Regions from separate parts of the Zea mays genome. Here region 2 is linked to region 1. The links are chromatin contacts, called in public Hi-C maps. All regions are on one chromosome and are shown on one strand. The core of a region is the stretch at or near the end of the contact, and the rest is flanking DNA. Distances in the headings are between cores, read along the strand shown.

What was found. A called contact is a pair of places that touch in the nucleus more often than the background predicts.
Region 2: a Hi-C map of ear shows a contact between it and region 1, with 2.1 times the contacts expected there. The contact joins the promoter of LOC103626626 here to the promoter of LOC103626617 in region 1. A contact is called at or near these places in 2 of 25 Hi-C or Micro-C datasets (ear and leaf).

What each region holds. Positions count from the first base shown.
Region 1 is chr5:81,909,543-81,914,461 of Zm-B73-REFERENCE-NAM-5.0, reverse strand. It overlaps LOC103626617 (protein CHLOROPLAST IMPORT APPARATUS 2), which reads right to left and starts at 1,967. Exons shown (of 3, transcript XM_008647021.3): 1 at 168-1,967. The coding sequence starts at 1,394.
Region 2 is chr5:82,645,345-82,650,263 of Zm-B73-REFERENCE-NAM-5.0, reverse strand. LOC103626626 (putative adagio-like protein 2) reads right to left here and starts at 2,405. Exons shown (of 2, transcript XM_008647029.4): 1 at 1,852-2,405. The coding sequence starts at 2,081.

The sequences.
Region 1 (4,919 bases), core at 718-3,217:
TTCCAGATTTTTTTACCACTGCGAGCCTTGTCACCGCAAATTATAGATTGCTTCAAATTTTCTATGCGTGGTTTTTACTATACATCTAAAATTTGTTTAGAAATCCAAATTTTTAAACGAAAGAACACTGGAGATGCATGCAGACGGTACCCAATTGTTACACTTACCCGCGCTTCGGCGACCGATGTCGGCGACTCCGGCGCGCTTCCCTCGGCAAACATGGACCCTCTGTCGGACCACGCCTTGAGCACCTCGTCGGCGTCCAGCTTCAGCCCCAGCCCGGTCTTTGGCGCCTTCACCGGCGCGCTTTCAGCGTCGCCGTCGCCATCAGCTTCCTCCTCCTTGCATTTCGCGCTGGGAAGCAGCTCCTCTTTTCCCTTCGCCCCCATCATGACCTTCTCCACCTTCACCACCTTCTTCTTCTTGCTTTTGTTCTTCTCCGGAGCGGCGGCGGGCTGTGGCTGTGACACTGCGGCGTTTGACGCCGGCGGTGTCGGTGGTGCAACCGTTAGGTCCTTTACCGGCACTGCCGGCCACATCCACCAGGCGCCATCGTCGTCCCGCCGCTTCAGTGCGCGGTTGAGGTTGGGCCGAGCGCCGTGCCGGGACCCGAGGCCGAGCTCGAACCTGCCGGCGAGGCCGACCACCATGAGGCTCCTGAGGTAGGGGTGGATGCCGGAGCTGGACAGGATGGAGTCATCGGACGTGGTGGCGGCGGTGCTGTTGCTCTCGACGGTGAGGCTGCCCATGATGCCGTCGAGGCCCTCGGCCGCGGCCGCGGCCTCCTCGACGTCGAGGATGGACTCGGCGTCGAAGCCGTCGTCGTCGAAGTCGATCTCGCCGAGCTCGTTGACGTCGACGGTGTCGGGGCTCGCCGGCGACGGCGCCGGGTCGCGGAAGTCCCGGAACGCGCTGCTCACGGGGGCCGGCGACGAGCAGTTCTTGGCGGCGGACGGGCTCTGCGGCTGCGGCAGCGGCGACGGCGCGGGTATGTCTCGGAGCAGGAATGCGGAGTCGGCGAGGACGGGGAGCGGCGGGAGGAGGTCGGAGGAGGAGGCGTCGAGCGCCGCCGCGAGCCCGGAGAGCTGCCGCGACGACGGCGGGCGCGGCGGCGCCGTCTTGGGGCTCTTCTTGACGGGGAAGACGGAGGGGTGGATGGACGCCAGCAGCGCGGCGGCCTCGTTGTACGCCTGGTTCGGCCGCTTCCGCGGCGCGCGCGCCCGCTTCAGCGACACGGACGTCGCCGACGACGACGCGTTGGACGCCTCCGACAGCGTCGACGACGGCGACGAGTGCACCGGGCGCAGCGGCGACGAGTGCGCGCCCGGCGACGCCGCCGCCTTCACCATGTCCAGGTCCAGCCGCAGGCCCGTCGGCATGCAGGAAGACGACATTGCACCGGCTCAACGGCAACAGCTGTAACCGTTCAAACGATCGCCTTCGCCTTCGTTTTCTCGGAAGGGAAATGGAGCAGCTCCAGCCTCCAGCTACCCTTGGATTAATTCCACGACCATGAATCCAAGAACACTGGGGCAAGAATGGCTGAACAACCTAATCGATCAAGCCCTTTCCTCCTCCCCAAAAAAGCCTAACATTCAAGAAACCCAAACACTTTGGCAGTTGCCTCCACCTGGGGCACCAACAACACCTTGGGAGAAGATGAGGTGAAAAAAAAATACTGTCTTTACAGCTGCTGCACATGCACTCCTCTTCTGTGGAGAGAAGAGGATAAGAAGCGGAGTAAACAGCCAAGAGCACTAGAGCAAAACAAAAGAAAAGGGAGAATTCCCTGAACTGAATTGAGAAGCTGTGTTGGGATTGGAGACGAATGGAGAGAGCAGAAATGGTACTTCTTGGTCCTTTGGAGGATGAGAGAGAAAAGATATTGTATGGGGGGGGGGGGGGGGGGGGGGAATTGGAGCTGGTTGGGGCTTGGGGGATGAGGAGGAAGAAAGGGTTCAAGCGAAGGCGGTACAGGGTGGGGTTTTAGAGGGCCTGGGCATGGAGGATGGCCACAGCCACAGGATGAGACAAGCCACCCTCTCACTCACCATGTCCCTTTCTCTTCTGTCTCCTGCTGCCCTGAGGGACCCATGCCATTCCAGGCCCCCCACAGCTAGCGTTTTGGGCAGCCCTTCTTCTCCGAGTCATATATGTGCTCTTTATTCATCCTTGCACATGTGTCGTTGGGATTGCTTTGCTTGGTCATCTGAGATTTGCAGACGGACAAATGAGACCAATTTGCCCTACCTCCCAACATTCACCATCCTCCCCATTTTTGTTTTGTTTTGAGGAAGCTCACTGGATGACTGAAGATGTTTTTATTTGTATGTGTATGCCAGCCAACTACTGCAAGTCTGTCTCACAAAGTAAGGCACCTGGTAGTAGCAAGAACCGTATGTGTGATTCACACATTTGTTTAAGCAAAGATAGATGCCAATGTGTGGAGAAAAGGAGGGAAAAAATGAATTATACACACTAAGAGATGGTCGCAGCTGGTGAAAATTGTAAGAAATACTTTGACGATTGTTGACTATATAGGTGTAAGAAGCAATAATGATCATGAGAATGTCAATGGACTAAATAGTCCATTAGCAAGGGTTTATATACGAAGGAGACCGACATGCTACAAGAGAGAGACTCCTAGCTGTCATCGCCTCTTTTTCTACTCTTTTTCTACGCGATGCTAACACACCAGCGGGTAGCGTTTACGGATGGATACCATAGATATGCTACTAATATTGTTGCAGTGTTGATCAACAATGAACATGAGAGCATGGGTAAATGTGTCGCTGCTGCTGGTACACGAGGAAGTGCCGACTGCTTCCACTATATCGTTGTGCTATCTTCTTCTGCCGCGCTAAACATCGGTGGTAACGATTCATGATCCTCTATTCGTATGTTATCTTGACTGAACGCGGTAGATACATGAATGTATAGCGTACCGTTTCTCCACAACAATTCGTTAGGACTCGCCGACGGGTCAAATTTCACTCTCTTCCAAATGCTTTGATCTCACGGCATTGGTATTTTTAAAGAACTTAATTGGAATTTTGTTTCTTGGTTGTCTCCTTGTAAGCATGCACGCTATGGATTAATGATATTTTTTTTCTAGAGACGGCAGTGCCCAATGAAACATGGGGATAAGCATTACTTAATGGCAATCTCTTTTGGACTAACACAGCTTGTCGCTATGCCTCTCTTGTGCTGTATGAAAAGCAAACCTTTGAAGCTTAGTGTTTCCCCCCATGCATATGTTTTTTCCTTGTTGGTGAATTGTCAAGTACCACACCCTTGTCCTGATCCATGTCTGCGATGAGCAGGTGTTAAATATATATATATACACACATACAACTAATGTAATTGGGCATCCAATAGTAACAAACATATATTATTTTTGTTATGATCTTTTTCCTTTCTATAGTGGACTGGAATAAAAATACTAGTACTATACAGTGGCATTATATTTGTTTGAACTTGCCATGTTGGCATTTCCTGTGAACTTTTTGGTCGATTCAGCACGGCAAGCTGCCAGCAGCCTGAATGACGAAGTACACACACATGAGTTCTTTTATTTACACCTTTTTTCTATTTCGGTAAGAGGACAAATATATTCCAGAATAATGGGGTATAGGGTCCAACCAACCAAGTGCGGTCAATATATATAGCTAAATGTGGGTCGAGAAATGAGATTCCAGATTCTGGTAGTATCTCTGGCATGCATTTGTAGATTTAGATTCTTATATACAAGGGTATCTAAAATACATGATGGCGGAGGGGTATCTGAATCGTATTTCTATTTATCAAGCAAATGCACGTCATATTTGTTGTAAAATAATGTATGTCCCTCTCTCTCTCTCTCTTTTTTTTTAAAAGTCACTAGCCCATCGAGGAGGAGATTGCTACACACTTGTATTTCATAAAAGTTGTTGGTTGGCACATGAAAATTGGTGACAAATCTGTGACCAAAAGTACTAACTTTGCAAAAAAAAGTCATGAAATGATAAATCTCAGTAAGCTCTACTTAGTGTACCTTAGTGTTTTAGCCATGCATTCCGAAGGTTGTAACTAGGGTTGAAAAACGGACGGGTAAAATTCCGATCCGTACCGTTTTCCACATTTGACCATTTGTTTTTGCGAAAAAAAATTGTATAGCACTAGTAAACAAACGAAAACAGAGTGTTGCGCCTCTCTGTATCGATTTGTTCCATGTGTGTTGCCTTGCCAATTAGTCACCAGTTAGTCATCAATACCACGCATGTTTGTATTAAATTACGAGCTTTCGCTTAATATTCTCGTTCTTATTTGTTTTCGTACACCCCATTTATCCCGTTTCTGTTCCCAGCTATTCCGTGCCCGATCCCGTTTATGGTGATAAAACGCGAAAACGGGAACAGAAGAAGGGTTTTCCGCCCGTTTTCATCCCTAATTGTAACAAGCAACAAACAAATTGAGCAAAAGCGATGGATATCTTCGTGAAAAAGGGCGGCTACCTTATTGATTTTGGTTTGGTGCTTAGTTGTTATTAGTCTCGTTCGGTCTCTCTGCTTTTATGCCTTTTTTGAAATATTCTCTTCGTAGGAGGCTAGCTAGAGCTTTATAACAATGACCACAACTCTTATAGAGACCTGAATAAAACATTTTTCTTCCGTTTTGGAAAAGATCAAGGAAAGTAGTCACTACCGGAATCGCGTTCTTTGCCGAGTGTCTGAGACACTCGGCAAAGGCTATTTTACACTCGGCAAAGGCTTTGCCAAGTGTAACACTCGGCAAAGAATACTCGGCAAAGATTTCATCGGCAAAGGGTTCTTTGCCGAGTGCTTTTTTTCGGACACTCGGCAAAGACTTTGCCGAGTGTCAAAAAGCACTCGGCAAAGAAAAACACTCGGCAAATTAAGAATCGAAAAAATTAAAAAAAA
Region 2 (4,919 bases), core at 1,156-3,655, 740 kb before region 1:
ACCTCTGAATTTCCATGCGCTCGGCTTGGATGCACAAGTCACTCAACCAAACACGACATGCTTTGAAGATCCACGGGTGCAGGTGCAGCTAGCCAAACAGACGGTAAAAGAACTTAGTTACCAGTACCAGTCTACCACTGGTAATATATTGTGGTCAGCACATAACTTCTTTTCTAAGGTAAAAGAGTAGGATTCTGCTTTTGCTGATGCCGTCAACAACCTTGACCATCGTGCCGGCCAGGTATTACTAAATCTTTCTTGAGACATCTGGCCAAATTTATTTAAATTTGTTCCATTGTGGCACATGTGTGTGTTTGTGAGATTGTGGGGTTTAGTCCCACCTAGGTAGTTGAGGCTGAGGGTGAGTTGGACCAACATACAAGTCTTCTAGAGTAGATTCTATAACACCAACTGAGCAACCCTGTGTTAACCCCTTTATGGGAATCGAGAACGAAAGCATAAGTAGGCTGGCCAGCATGCTGAGTGGTTCTAAAAAAGGGCAGAGCCAGTGCCGGAGGCTCTGACATGAGTGGCTCTAGGGAAGATAAACCAAGGCGAGCCTCACTCAGTGAGACACCTCTTACAACTGCATCAAGCCTGCCCTTTACATATCACTCTGCAAACTGAGTGGTTCTAAAAGACCAATAAAATTTTTACAATAGCAATCTGCAGATTAAGAGGAAGTGTGCAAATTGGAGCCAGAAGATGAAACATGTATGGAAAGGAACATATCATCAACGTATGTGATTTGTCACCGCCAGACTGAACTATACAAATATTTTAGAAACTAGCTTCAGTAAACGATTGAATCCACACTGTTCAAGAAAAATAAACCAGCTCCATCAATTCTCAAGGGATACTTGACTCATGTGAAACATCGTTCTAGGCTGCAAATAGATCATTTTCCTTCCAAATGGTGTGAAGAAGTGTACAATAACAACAAAACAAAAAAGCCTTTTAGCCCCAAGCAAGTTGGGGTAGGCTAGAGTTGAAACCCAACAGAAGCTACAAATCAAGGTTTGGTCATGAGAATAGCTGTTTTCCATAAGGTTAAATCTTTGTGTATGTCAAACTGTGAAGAAGTGTAAACATCCTTAAAATATTCTCCCTTGCTACTTATGCTAGGATAAAATTTCAAGAGGTAAATAAATTGTTTTCATCTTAGATTCCCACTCCCTAGCAAACAATTTGATGGATTAGGAGTTATAAAATCGATTTGGGCCAACCATTTTTTGGAAACCACACTCTCTAAGGAGAATCTAGAAGCAACATGTCATATACACCAAACACCATCTTGACTATGGTTGCTGCAGTAATTCATGCAAATGGAAACCTTGATTAATCATGGTTCAGAAAGCTTAAACTAATAACACCAGAAAAGAAATAAAACTGCATTTTAGCAATTTAACCTAGCAAAGCAGCTAAATAGCACCACGATTTGATTCGAGACAGCCATTCCAGACCCAAATATTAGCTATGAGCTACGGAATACTGCTGAAGTCACCACGAAACAGCAACAAGCACATAGGCTGTTTGGTTTGGGGAATGACCCCGTCTGGCATCAGTGCGTCCAGCATGTGTTCGACCGACTATTTCAAGAGGAACGAGTAGATGCCGTGAATATACTGGCGGAGGGTGCGATCTCATGGCGGATGCGTTGGTTCCCCTTGCCAAAACAAACAACCCACCGAGGTTCGGATGACTCCCCCCGGTGTCATTCCATGAACCAAACACGCTATAAAAACCTCCCGTGGTGAATCACGCGCCCCAAGCGCCTCCTCTAGCAACGAACAAATCCCCCACCCCGTGGTTATCGAATCGAAACAGGAGCCGGCAGGTCAGTCGGCTCACCAGTTCCTCCCAAGCACCTCCTCGGCGCTGTATCCAGTGGAGCTCTCGAACCCGCGGTTGACGTAGATGATGGGGAAGTCGGGCTCGAGCGCGTCGGAGACCACCATGCCGCACGCGCCCAGCACGCCCTCGATGGCCAGCGAGAACCCCGGGCCCGCGTCCCCACCCCCGGGGCGGACCTCTTCTTCCTCCTCGTCATCGCCGCCGTCAGAATCGCTGTCCCACTCCATCGCCGCGGGAACCCTAGCCCATGCCGGGGCGCGCCGCTAGGGTTTGTGGTCGGAGCGGGGGCGAGAAGGGCGGATTTATACGGAGGCGGGACCGGATTGGCGAGGTCAACCGCGAGGGTAATCGGGGGAAGGGAGGGGAGGGCAGGGCAAGGCGGCGGCACTGGACAGGACTGGAAGGTGGTGGAGGAGGGAGCAGCGACGAACGAGTGGACGACGACGGCGAGGCGAGGCGTTTGGGACTTTGGGGAGATGAGAGAGCCGGGTGGCCGATCGGCGCCGTCGGATCTCAGGGTCCAGGGCGGGTGGACGGCTGAGATCGTCCTCATGATGTGCGTATCTCTATCGTGAGCTTTAAAAGGCGGGGACCTGATAGCCCACGTAACCCGTTAGCCCGCTAATTGTTGGATCTGACGTGAACACGGTATGGACCGTTCGATCGCCTCGCAGCAGGTCTTCCGCCCATTAAGCCACGAACCCGGAAGGTCGCAGCATGGGCAACGCTGGTAGTAGCACTTAAGCACGTGTGAATCGAGTGGGGCGTGGATTCAGTGTCCTTTAGTACCCTCGTATTCAAGCTGAAATGACAGCATGAGGCACATTCATTATGCACATGCCTGTTTTATTATATTAAAGAAATCAGTTGTTTGTATGTGTTAGGCGTTGTTCATTTACATCGGATTGTACCCAGAATCGTTTTAGCTAATCAAAGTTTATATAAATTAGAGAAGCAATCCGGCTAGAAATCATTCCGACCCACCAATCCGACAAAAACGAACAAGGCCTTAGTTGTCTCCTAACCTGCTGCATCTCATAATGACTTAAAAGTTAAAAACTATTTTGATTGCATTTCAACCAAATATTATACTTCATTATCATTTTTCTTTTTTAATAATCTGAGTACTCGGCTGTTCGTTTTCTTGAACCATGGCAAATATTGATGTTGTAGCCATTGTCATTTCAGTTGCTTAGATAAGTAAATTTTAATAAATAAATGCTGATACAGACTTGTCGGCGTTTCGAGACCGGGGGTCCCTGGGCCAACGAGTGAATGTCGCCGCGTGCCCCAGCCCAGATGGGTCGGCGCGAGGCCGAGCGCGAAGGGGGGAGAAAGGTGGCCGGAGACAGGCGTGAGAGAGGTGGAAATCCCGCGGCCTTCGTGTTCGTCCCGCGCCCAGGTCGGGTGCGCTTGCAGTAGGGGATTACAAGCGTCCACGCAGGAGAGGGAGCGAGCGGCTTCAAGCGAGCGCCTGTCTCGTCCTCGTCCCCGCGCGGCCAACCCTCTCTAAGAGGGCCCTGGTCCTCCCTTTTATAGGCGTAAGGAGAGGATCCAGGTGGCGCCGCGCTGAGTTGACGCCTCAGGGGCATCTTCCGGTGGGCGGCCCTGGGGCTGCTTGTCCTTCTAGAAGATAGCCTCGACCGCCTCCTGGCCAGAGGCGAACTTGGTGGCGATGTCCATCAGCTCGCTCGCCCTGGTGGGGGTTTTGCGACCCAGCTTGCTCACCAGGTCGCGGCAGGTGGTGCCGGCGAGGAACGCGCCGATGACATCCGAGTCGGTGATGTTGGGCAGCTCGGTGCGCTGCTTCGAGAATCGTCGGATGTAGTCCTGGAGAGACTCTCCCGGCTGCTGTCGGCAGCTTCGGAGGTCCCAGGAATTCCCAGGGCGCACGTACGTGCCCTGGAAATTGCCGGCGAAGGCTTGGACCAGGTTGTCCCAGTTGGAGATCTGCCCCGGAGGCAGGTGCTCCAACCAGGAGCGAGCGGTGTCGGAGAGGAATAGGGGGAGGTTGCGGATGATGAGGTTGTCATCGTCCGTTCCACCCAGTTGGCAGGCCAGCCGGTAGTCCGCGAGCCACAGCTCCGGTCTCGTCTCCCCCGAGTACTTTGTGATAGTAGTCGGGGGTCGGAACCGGGTCGGGAACGGTGCCCGTCGTATGGCCCGGCTGAAGGCCTGCGGACCGAGTGGTTCGGGCGAGGGACTCCGATCCTCCCCGCTGTCGTAGCGTCCTCCACGCCTGGGGTGGTAGCCTCGGCGCACCCTCTCGTCAAGGTGGGCCCGACGGTCGCGGTGATGGTGCTCGTTGCCGAGGCATCCCGGGGCCGCAGGCGCTGTGTTGCGCGTGCGCCCGGTGTAGACCGAGGCTTCCCGCATGAATCGGGAAGTCGCGGCATGATGTTCCGAGGGGTACCCCTGCCTTCGGGAGGCGGAGCTCTCAGCCCGTCGGGCCGCGGTGCCTTCCAGGAGATTCTTGAGCTCTCCCTGGATTCGCCGCCCCTCGGTGGTTGATGGCTCTGGCATCGCACGGAGGAGCATTGCTGCTGCAGCCAGGTTCTGGCCGACCCCACTGGAAGCGGGTGGCGGCCTCATCCTGACATCGTCGACGATGCGGTGCTGGAAGCCCTGGGGTAGATGACGCATTTCTCCGGCCGGAGGTTGGCCCGCCCCTTCCTGCCCGACGTCCCGGCGGATCGGCTCAAGCGCTCCTGCTCCCTCGTCGAGCCTGGCCTGCACCCCGCGGATTTGCTCGAGCTGTGGGTCATGGCCCCCCGCCTGAACGGGGACCACAGCTAGCTCCCGTAAGATGTCAACGCGAGGCACCGGCCTAGGGGGATCACCGTCCTCCGGCATACCGAGATGGTTGCCTTCGGAGGGACCCCCTAGATCGACGTGGAAACATTCGCGGCTTGGGCCGCAGTCCTCGTCGCCGAGGCTGCGGCTTCCGTCGAAATAGTCGGAAAGGCAGTAATCGCATGCGGTCATGAAGTCCCGCATGGCACTGGGGTCGCCAAGTCCAGAGAAATCCCAACAGGAGTCGGGCTCGTCATCTTCCTCGGACCCTG